2 separate regions of the Mus musculus genome follow, and region 1 is linked to region 2. Evidence: chromatin contacts called from public promoter capture Hi-C data. All regions are on one chromosome and are shown on one strand. Each heading gives the region's core, a stretch centred on a gene start, on an enhancer-like site or on the middle of the called end of the contact. The rest is flanking DNA. Distances are from core to core; before and after follow the strand shown.

Evidence for each region. Capture Hi-C pulls out chosen DNA fragments and counts their contacts.
Region 1: a contact with region 2 is called in a promoter capture Hi-C map of adipose tissue. The contact joins two enhancer-like sites. A contact is called at or near these places in 1 of 39 promoter capture datasets (neural stem cells), 1 of 484 Hi-C or Micro-C datasets (the N1E-115 cell line), 1 of 115 datasets of contacts at active chromatin or transcription factors (pancreatic cancer cells) and 3 of 9 other capture datasets (adipose tissue, liver and pancreatic islet).

What each region holds. Positions count from the first base shown.
Region 1 is chr9:51,057,269-51,062,409 of GRCm38.p6, reverse strand. Layn (layilin) reads left to right here. Exons shown (of 8, transcript NM_001033534.1): 6 at 144-227; 7 at 2,854-2,953; 8 at 4,754-5,141. The coding sequence ends at 5,114. Gm32681 (a long non-coding RNA gene) reads right to left here. Exons shown (of 3, transcript XR_870735.2): 2 at 1,456-1,659. Among named protein-coding and RNA genes, the nearest start is that of Gm32681, 13 kb to the right of the region's middle. Within about 2 kb of position 3,294, at least 54 of the 459 cell types and tissues checked have an H3K27ac peak or open chromatin away from gene starts, as enhancers often do. A contact at or near this core is called in adipose tissue, where this site is marked.
Region 2 is chr9:50,873,868-50,879,597 of GRCm38.p6, reverse strand. It overlaps Ppp2r1b (protein phosphatase 2, regulatory subunit A, beta), which reads right to left. Exons shown (of 15, transcript NM_028614.3): 12 at 1,406-1,560; 13 at 758-900; 14 at 297-388. Among named protein-coding and RNA genes, the nearest start is that of Gm25558, 11 kb to the left of the region's middle. Within about 2 kb of position 3,122, at least 12 of the 459 cell types and tissues checked have an H3K27ac peak or open chromatin away from gene starts, as enhancers often do. A contact at or near this core is called in adipose tissue, where this site is marked.

The DNA of each region.
Region 1 (5,141 bases), core at 2,045-4,544, 180 kb before region 2:
TTGGTACTTTGCTGTTTATAAATGACATTGGTCAAATTACTAATGTTTTCTTGCATCCCACTTTACATGTTGCAAGACCTCAGAGCATGCCTGAACTATAGCACCTTTCTTCAAGTTCTCAAGTCCATGTGTATCTCTCTCAGGTGAAGCAACTGAGCCAGCAACACCCTTACTTCCAGAAGAAACACAGAAAGAAGACACCAAAGAAACATTTAAAGAACGAAGAGGTACTTGGGAAACGTAGATAACAAACTCCTTTGACTACAAATGACCTATGGCTACATTTCCTACTTTCCTCTTCAGACAGCTCCTAAAAAATGAAATTAAACAAAGCATCTGTGACATTGCAAACACTGTATTAAATGACAGGTTTCATTGGTCAGTTGTGCAATGGGGGCTATCCTAGGACGATTGAGGAAAAGACTAGACAGGAGGTCAAAGTCTGCCCTGTCTCTGTAAAGGCAAAGACTAAGGAACTTTCCTGACCATGGGAGGTGGATAGGATAGAGGCTGGGAGAATGGATGTAGAAAAACAAGAGTGAAAGAACCCAAGCCATGATACATACCATCTGGGATCAATATTTATCAGTGGACCAACTGAAGAGATGGGAAAGATAATACCTAAAAGCCTGCATCATCAAAGGTAAAAGATAGTTGGGGTGATAAGTTGGAGTGCTAATGAGCTTTCGATTTCACTCTTACCCTGAGTTTTAAGAAGGAAATCTGTGGTTTCATCACTGGGCAACTTAATTTTTTTTCTCTATGCTTTAGTCACTTAGTATTTTTCATATCTAGCGGAAAGTATTATCATGTCCTTAAAATGAAATGTAATGTTTTCCTGGGATTCAGTTCTGACACTGAGAGTCTACACACACACACACACACACACACACACACACACACACACACACGAACGCACATGACTTAAAAGGCACATTCCACAACTCTCACAACAGACAGACATAAACCACAAGTCTGGAAGTCCTGAGACCACCTGCACTAATGTTCAACTGGCTACACATCGAGTGGTGCCTGCCAGTCCTGTTGTGTTCAGTAATTCACTAGAGCTCACAGAACTTAGAAATACAGTGTCTATGCACATTACTATCTAGAATATAAGCTGAGAGCAACCAAATAAAGTCACAGCCAGGGCAGAGTCTGGAAGGGTTTCAGATGAGTCCTTATGTATCATCTTCCAGTGAAATCAGGACTATCAACCTCCTTGTTATGATTTGACTATAAAATATCTTCTGAATGCTTCGGTATTGAATGTTTGGTCTCTAGGTAGCAGTGCTATATGGAAGATTCTGGAAATTTTAGGGGGTGGAGCCTTGCTGGGGGAAGTGGGCCACGGGAGCATGCCTTTGAGGCTTATGCACAGTGCCTAGCATGTTCCTTTTTCCCGGCTTCCTGTTCACCATGATGTGCACAGCCACCTCCTCTACAATCACTTACCTCCATGATGTTGTTGCCCACCTCATGGAGCCCATCCTGAAACAGTGAGCTGAAGTCCATCTCTCTTCTTTTAAGTTGTTCCTTTGAGTATTGTGCTCTCAGCTTTACAAAGGTAAATAATAAACTTCTCCTAGCACACCGTGCTACCCACCCAGGGAGTTCCATTAGGCTGTGGTGTTCGGAGGTTTCATTAGGTTTCATCACCTAAGCAAGAAGGAGATGATCACTGTCAGGTGGTATAGGGAGAGTCCTGGTACCACCCAGCTCAAAGCCTCACTCTATGATCAACTGATGGGTCTTCTTGGTGTAAAAGCACCCAGTCTAAGAAATCTCCTTACCATAAATTCTGTGCTGTTTAAGAGGTTTGTGAATAAAAATTCACTCTTACATGAATCTTATATTCAATCTTACATCTTAAAAAATTCAGAACCTTTCTACCAATGATCGGAGATGAAGGATAACCAAACTCTTTATTATCCAATAGATATAAATATGTAAAAATATCTTTAAAAGAGAATAAAGAGCTGTCCAAAATAAGTGGCATTTCTATAACTTAAGACGGGCATTTTAAGTGAATCCTCCATTTTCCGAGTGTGTCTGTTGTTTTTGCTTGTTTTGTTTTGTTTTGTTTTGTTTGATTGTTGTCAAGTTTCTCTGGATGGTCAGGAACCTTGGATCAGTGGAAAAAGAAGGGTTAGTCTCTAATCCTTGATTTCTCTCACAGCCTCTGAAGGGAACAACATCCAGTTCTGGTTCAGAGATTACAGAGTTAAGTGGGGAAAAAGAAGACCCCTTAAATGTTCTTCCCAGCACTTAGGGATTTAGCCGATGCCACTTGGCCTTAGTCAGATGTGCTGGGAAGGTCTGATAGTCTCCTCTATGTGATCTTTCTCTTCCCTGCAAATGATCCTGGGACTTTTGGCTTGATCTTTTTCATGCCTCTTGCCTCTCCAAGCCTGGGAATTTCTGTGGAAGCAAAGACATCTACACTGCCCCCACCAAGCCCTGTTTCACTAAGAAGTACATGGAAAAGGAGGATCTTTGAAAAAGAAATTATCAAAGATGATTTTACAATATATACAAGACTCTAAACTTTAAACTTGCTTACATTGCCACCTAGATTAATTGGTTAGATAGAAAATGCTCATTTGTTGAAACTAGGGACTCTGCTAACTAGACAACTGCATCTATCTCCTAGAATGTGCTGTTTAGAATATTCTAATGATTGTGCTTTTTAAAGCCTGATTTGAAAACATACATGCACACACACACACACACACACACACACAGAGAGAGAGAGAGAGAGAGAGAAAGAGAGAGAGAGAGAGAGAGAGAGAGAGAGAGAGAGAGAGAGAGAGAGAGATCACTGGGCTAATACATGATATTTTTCTTTTTCAGAGGCTGCTTTGAATCTTGCCTACATCCTAATTCCCAGTATTCCCCTTTTCCTCCTACTTGTGGTCACTTCAGCTGTATGTTGGGTTTGGATCTGTAGAAGGCAAGTAGAACTCTCATCATGCAAACCTTTGCTCCCTCTGCACTAGGATGTTGCCTGGCTGGCATCATTAAAGGCCATGACAACTCCAAGAGAAGGACCACTATAGAACTGAGAGTAAATTCTGGCAGGACACGAGGTCTGCATGCCAAACAAGCAGCATGCTTCTCTGAGCATCTGTGCTGAGTTGTGATTACGCTAGCAGTCCTACGTGCTTTCTCCTCTGTGTGTGTGGAAGATTTTTAAGCAAAGTGGAAGGTAAAACACTGTTATTCACTTCCTGTGCACCCACAGATCACCCAGTAAAGTGTTCTCCTAAATGTAGGTCCTCGTTCCAAAAATGTTTGTTGAGTAAGGAATGACTAATGGGCCACATGAAAACTGTGTGTTCCAAGGGATTCTGGGAAGCATCTGACACAAAGCCACTTTATTCAGAATGAATCAGCCAAATTCTTTTAAACTGACTTTTCTTTTAAATTATTTCAAAAGTGTATTGTTGCAAAGAAGCTAAACTAGGTAGCATAGGCAGCCTCTGTATGTAGTCTGGATGGCGTGCTGGTGTATTTTAAGTGCATGCAACTGTTCTCTGTTCACACTGTTGTTCCCTGTCATCAAGGCAGACACTAAAGGAGGAGAGCATTCTCACATTTACAGCAGAAAAATCAGAGTCCACCTGGAGTTGAACTCACTTTGATGAACATTGAGATACATTTGTAAAATTCCAATGCAGAACCTATTTCATTTAATAATCCCCTCAAACGTTTATTATGAGTATGAGCAGTGTGTGTGTGTGTATAGATAGATAGATAGATAGATAGATAGATAGATAGATAGATAGATAGATCTTATATAAACACTCAAAAGAATTGGCCATTACTATAATCATTTTTGTTGGTAATTCTCTTGAATTTAAAATAGAATTGAGTTAAACAATTACAGATACATTTTTCCGATGACTTATCTACAATTGGTTCTTGATTGCTACTTTTAAATGCATTTGCCCCTTTGCCAGGACAAGGGAACATTCTTTCTCTATCTGTCTCTGTCTGTCTCTCATGTGTCCGTTTGTCCTTCTTTCCTGCTTTTCTTTCTTCCATATTCATTTTTAAGTGGTCCTAGGAACTCAGGGCTTCACACATGCCAGACAAGTTGCATTTGGTTGGCTATATCCCCATATCCTTAAACAATACTTTTAAGTGTTACAAACAAAATGCATTGATAGAAGAAGGAAGCAGTTATACTATTACAGAATTTAGCAAAAATATTTCCCAAAACGAATTGTGTTTCTTTATTAGTGATTTTTAGTGGTGGGTATAATTATAATATTGAAGTAGCGGTAAGCATGAAATATTTCAAAGCAACTCTAATAACTGATATGGTATAGGAATGTGATTTCTGTTGGTGGTAGAGTCAATGACATTATTAATCCTACTCTTGTTTATTGTCTATACTTATGGTAGAATGTGACTAATTTTGTTTAGAGATGAGTTTTGTTTTATTGTTCAATTGGTTAAGGTTTGGTTTGGTTTGGTTAGGTTAGGTTTAGTCTAATTTTTTCCTACTGTTTTCTGGCCCCACATTTCCGAAGGAGTCCTAGAACTAAGACAGTGAATGGTAGGTGTAGGAAGACCAGAATAGAACAGTTTCCTGGGGTGTCTCCTACCTGACTCACAAAGCCTGTTGGTGTAGGTAGGTGAGAAACAGAGCAAGGTGACTTCCTGAGGTCACTTCATCCACTTCAATAGAACAGGGACATTCTCAGGACCCTGGTCTCAAATACTCAGCCTGGTTCTCTTCTTTTAGAAAACGAGAACAGACAGACCCTAGCACAAAGGAGCAGCACACCATTTGGCCCACTCCTCGCCAAGAAAACAGCCCCAACCTAGATGTTTACAATGTCATCAGAAAACAAAGTGAAGCTGATTTAGCTGAGCCCCGGCCAGACCTGAAGAACATCTCCTTCCGGGTGTGTTCTGGGGAAGCTATGCCTGATGACATGTCTTGTGACTATGAAAACATTGCTGTGAACCCTTCGGAAAGTGGGTTTGTGACTTTGGCAAGTATGGAGAGTGGATTTGTGACCAATGACATCTATGAATTCTCCCCGGACCGAATGGGGAGGAGCAAGGAGAGTGGATGGGTAGAAAATGAAATATATTACTAAGACACAGGAAAAACCTGGCAAGAATGC
Region 2 (5,730 bases), core at 1,873-4,372:
CTGAGAACAGTGGGCCAAGACTTTTCTTTATTTTAGATAGGGTCTCACAACGTAGCCCAGGCTCCTCTACTCTGACATCCTCCTGCCTCAGTCTCCCAAGTGCTGGGATTGCAAGTGTGTGCTGCCAAGCCCAGCAGGGGCTAAGAAATTCCTAACCTAACCCAACAGGCCCAGTGTAACAGACACTTGCCACCCCATCTCCCATCATGCTCAGCACACTGCCCCCTCCCCCGACACTCACACTATAAAAGAAAGCACCCTAGCAACCCGAGCCTAGCACAAAACACAAGGCATACCACTTATAGCTTCCTGTGCAAAATATTTGACATCCATGTCTTCGTCCTGACCCAATTTCTGCAGCACCGGCTTCACTTCCCCCTGCAAGGCGCTGAAATTCAAAAGTCACTGTGAAAAGGACGGCTGGGCAGGCAGAGTGCAACGTGATACAGTCTGCATCAAACTTAGGGTTTCATCGATGGCAAGTTTTATATTTAAAATGAAATTACTTTTAAATACAAACATGACAAGCACATCAAATAATTTCTAAAGAAGTTATTGGTGAAATTCGCTTTTGGGCAGTGAGCTTTACACGCCTAGAGCTTAAGTGTAAAAGTCAAACTGGACAGTCTCAAGACTGGATTATTTTCTCTGAATAAGCCCGGATTCTAGATAAAGAAAGGAATTCTGGACTTATTTTAGAGGCTACTCCTCACCATGAAGTTATACTTTCAAATCAACAGCAATACTGAAGTCTTACTTGGTGTCTAGAATCGGTCCAATTTTCTGCAGTGATTTGGCCACATTGAAGCGGACATTTGCTACCTGGTCTCCTGCCATTTTCAACACGATGGGCAACATTTGCTTAGTGGTTATTTCCTTACCACAGGCTTCAGACAGTGCCTAGAAAAATAAATAAGACAGTACATTTAACACTTCCTTAAGACACCCCAAATCTAGAGAAACAAACTAATATATAAAGGGAAGGTAATTGGCCAATAGAAAACTGTTTCCTACTTGAGCATCTAAAGAACATGAAGTGGCTCAAAAGATGGAAGACCTCTGCCAAAACATACAGCAAATTGCAACTTTTAAAATAATGAAATGTTTAAATACTGTTTCATCTCACTATTGGTGTGACTGTGGGGAGGGGTGATGCTTAGAGACAGTCCGGTCTGCCTGTTCTCACCACCAGCCGAGCTCTGGGCAGTTGTGAACCACCTGTGACACTGAGCCATCTCTCCAGCTCCAAAATTTTAAATCAATGTTTTCTCTATTCAAATTGAACAGTATAAGAAATGTACCTCTAACATAAGATAGCTCACACAGAAATTTAGAACGTGAATAACCAAAAAAACAAAAATAAAACAAAACGCCCAAGCTGAGCAGTAACACATGTAATACTTACATTAATGCAGAAGAGCGTGGTCATTCTGTGTAAGTAGTTAGGGTCATTTGCCATTACCAACACTTTAGGGACAATGGTATTCTGGGCCCACTCTGTACCGAACTTCTGGACTAACTTCATGAGGTTGTTGGTGGCTGCCTCCCGAATGGCATAGACTGTAGGAGAGTCCAAGAGGATGCTTGCTTTACACACCATCTACTTCACCCACAGCACACACACCCAAAACAAACTCTGGGCAAGCCTACTGTAGCTTACATGATAATCACACTGAGGCACACCTAATGCAGTTCTAAATGTCCATGTCAACCAAGGAAAAGGATGGGAGGGACTTGGTCTATGCATCATCAATTAGTAAACCCAGCTGCCTGCTAGTAGTATGTGCTACAGAAGGAGACAGCAGATGCCTTCCCTCAAAGACCAAATACTCTTATCAGGGAATGAAAACTAGGCTCTCAGAGAGTCACATGGCAGAGGACCAATCGTCACATACAGCACTGAACAGAGAAGGCTGAGTGGAAAGAAGGGACTCTAGGAGGAGAGAGGTGCATGGCCTTTGGCAACTGGGAGGAGCTCTGGGTGCAGCTGCAGCGAGGAGCGTGAGGGCCAAGGGAATGAGCCAAACCCATGAGACTTGAGGGACAGCCCTGACCACAGAGCATTTCTAACACAAACAGGTTTCAAAAGCATCTAAAGAGATTTTAGCAAGATTATTCAAGTGGCATCAGAAAGCAGCTGAGAAAAATATTGAAGAAATCCTACACAGGTCACCATTGTCACCTACACAGCTGCAAATCACAGTTGTTCCCCACTGAAAATGCTTGTGTTAATTAAGACAAGCTGATACATGTGCCTGCACCAACACATAATAATCCCATTCAAAATAATTTATCAACGACATCATAAAACTAAACAATGAAGTCTGGGTTATTATACCCCCAAAATTAGTCATTCTGTGCAGGCCTGAACACAGAAAGGTCTGGTGCCTTCACTTCAGACTCAGTAAGACTCAAACCTTGGACTTAGATAACAAATCAAGGTGAACGATCGGGTTACTGGTTCCTCCTCCTCCTCTCACCTGGCAAGCACAAACCCCCCAAGCCAAGGCCCCAATCCTTGGCAATCCTGCAAGCTTCCAGAGAGATGAGAGCCAACTTTCCCCAACTCAAATCCTGCTCTAAAGACTAAGAACGGAAAACACAGAGACAGGAGACAAGGAGCTCTACTCGCACAGCCCATGCTCAGACTTCAGTCAGCAGAGAAACACACACCAAGATGCCCAGAAGTGCCTTACACACACACACACACACACACACACACACACACACACACACACGAGCTCTTTTTCATCTCGTACATAATTTGTGCTCCAGACCTCTCCTCCATTCTTCCTTTAAAGTAGAGCTAATGAAGCTGGAGAGACGGCTCAATGGTTAAGAGCACTGGCTGCTCTTCTACAGGTCCTGGGTTCAATTCCTAGTAACCACACAGTTGCTTACAACCATCTATAATGGAATCTGATGCCCTCTTCTGTCCTGTAGACATATAAGAAGACAGAATACTCGCATGTATGCACACACACACACACACACACACACACACACGGACGTAAAGGGGAGCTAAGGGCAGCACCTGTGTTTTGCTCCTAGCTACTGGTTTTGAATGATCAGTCTTACTACAAGGCCATGTGGCAGGGTTCCAGTGCCACAGTACCCAGAGACTGAGCTTTGACCAAGACCTCAACTGCACTCAACTCTACTTGGCCAGAGGCCTACTGTGTCTCTAGCACCTCTCAATTCTGTTTTCAGAGGAATGCAAGCCTTTCCCAAGTTCTCACTCCTTGTTTTGTCTGTGTCTGTCTTTCCCTTCAAGGTTAGGCTGATCTGAAAGGTTTCTTTACATATCTAATTCTATCAGTTCTCACTAACTTTGACTGGATACGTATCTTTATCCTATAAAAGATAAATTTATGAGGTACCCACCACTTAACTTTCCCTCACTGAGCCCTGCCTTCTTTTTTGTTTGTTTGTTTGTTTTGTTTTTCAAGACAAGGTTTCTCTGTGTAGCCCTGGCTGTCCTGGAACTCACTCTGTAGACCAGGCTAGCCTGGAACTCAGAAATCCACCTGTCTCTGCCTCCCAAGTGCTAGGATTAAAGGCATGCGCCACCACTGCTTGGCCCCCCTGCCTTCTTGTCACACTGCCCACGGACAGAAACCCAACCTTCATACCCTCCCCCCAGCTTCTCCAGACTCCTCAAGTCTTACAGCAGAGAAGCTTCATGCCAGGGAGGGATAAAGGGATAGTTCCCAAGAAACCTGCTCACCACTCACTGTATACCACCTACGGTGCAAAACATCACTCTTCTTCAAATTATAAAAATCTAACCGAAACTACAAAAGCTGGGAGGAAGCCCATGGCAAAGGCCCGCTCTCAGCTGCCAGCCACCCAATGCATCAGGGATCCTGCAGTCCATGAACTCCAACCTGCTAACTCCCAAGCTGGAAGGAACTCAGGAGGCGGGATGCTTAAGTCACATAGAGCCACCACCTACACAGAACAGCTGTCATTTCTCAACTTGTGGAAGACTGGAACCTTAACAGGCCTTCCTAATTTGAAGGACAGAAAAAGGCCAGTCTTAATCCTTAATTGCTTTCAAAGGAAGTAACAGAAAGGTCTCTGGGAACACCACTGACAGGGCTACTTACACCCAAAGTAAACTTGGTTAAATAAAAAAGTCTCTTGGATGGGGAGATGCCTTAGTGGTTAAGAAAATATATACTGCTCTTACAGAAGACTGGATTTCAGCCCTCAGTACCTAAGCCAGAGGGCTCACAACAACAATTCCAGCTCCCAAGCAGGATCCGATGCCCTCTTTGGCCTCCAAGAGTACACCCGAGCACAAGCACAAACTCACATACAGATACACTACTTACACAGACACACTCCTTACACATACAGACACGCTCCTTACACATACAGGCACGCTCCTTACCTTGCACATACAGACACGCCCCTTACACATACAGGCACACTCCTTACACATACAGGCACGCTACTTACACATACAGGCACGCTACTTACACATACAGGCACGCTACTTACACATACAGGCACGCTCCTTACACATACAGGCACACTCCTTACACATACAGGCACGCTACTTACACATACAGGCACGCTACTTACACATACAGGCACGCTACTTACACATACAGGCACGCTCCTTACACATACAGGCACGCTCCTTGCACATACAGGCACGCTCCTTGCACATACAGGCACGCTCCTTGCACATACAGGCATGCTACTTATACATACTTACAGATGCTTTCCTATGATTTACCAAGTTTTTTTTTAAATAAATGATAATTAAAAACTTAACTCGAGAAAAAAGGAATAAAGAAGTCTACACTGTTATTTAAAGTACAGATGTATCCATACATGCCCTAACACACTGACATACACAGCTTCATAACCTCCCTTTACACTCTTAGACATATGATGCAAATGCGCTTTTAACAAAACCACCTACAAGTGTAAGCAGACACAGATATTCTTATTCTTTTCCTACTACCTAGTCACAAGTACCCAAAGATAAATGCAAGCAATCTATAGAGTCTACACAGCACACTGGGACCACAACAGGCTGCTTATCACACCCACCAAAACACGGACCCAGAGCCCACGGGACATAGCACATGAAAATTGAAGGCCCTCCCTGATACTGAAGCTGCTAAGGCTAGGACCTGGCACAGAGGGCCCCTCTGTCATCAGCTGCCAGGGAGATAGACATGTGCACACACTGCCCTGAGGCATCACCAGGAAGGCACCTGCTCATTCCTGTCCAATCTCAACTGGCCTGAGCTTACATCCGCCAGCACAGCAGCAGCAGGCAAAGAAGAAACAATAAGCTTTCCTTTCATAACCCCGAAGCTCTGGCTCTGTCCCAGGGTGCAGCACACATCCCCACTACTACTGGACCTTTGCACCTCATCTCAGAAAGCCCACGGAGCCAATTCTTTCCAGCCAGGTCTGTCCAGTCTCAGCCTGCTCTTCAGATACTGAAGACGCCAATGGCAGCAGGTCGGCTGCAAACCCTGGCGCTGGAGGAAATGTCCAGCTAAGAATCTGAAGCTCAAAGGCAGCAGGAAGTAGAAGAGGACAGACTTACTCAGCACAGAAAACACACTTAAAACAGAAAATAACGCAAGTACAAATGTCAGCCTGTAGTCAGCTTGCACCTGCTTTAGTCCCAGCACTCAGGAGACAGGCAGAGCTGCACAATGAGACCCTGTCCAAATTAAGTACGTGAAATGTTTATGTAAT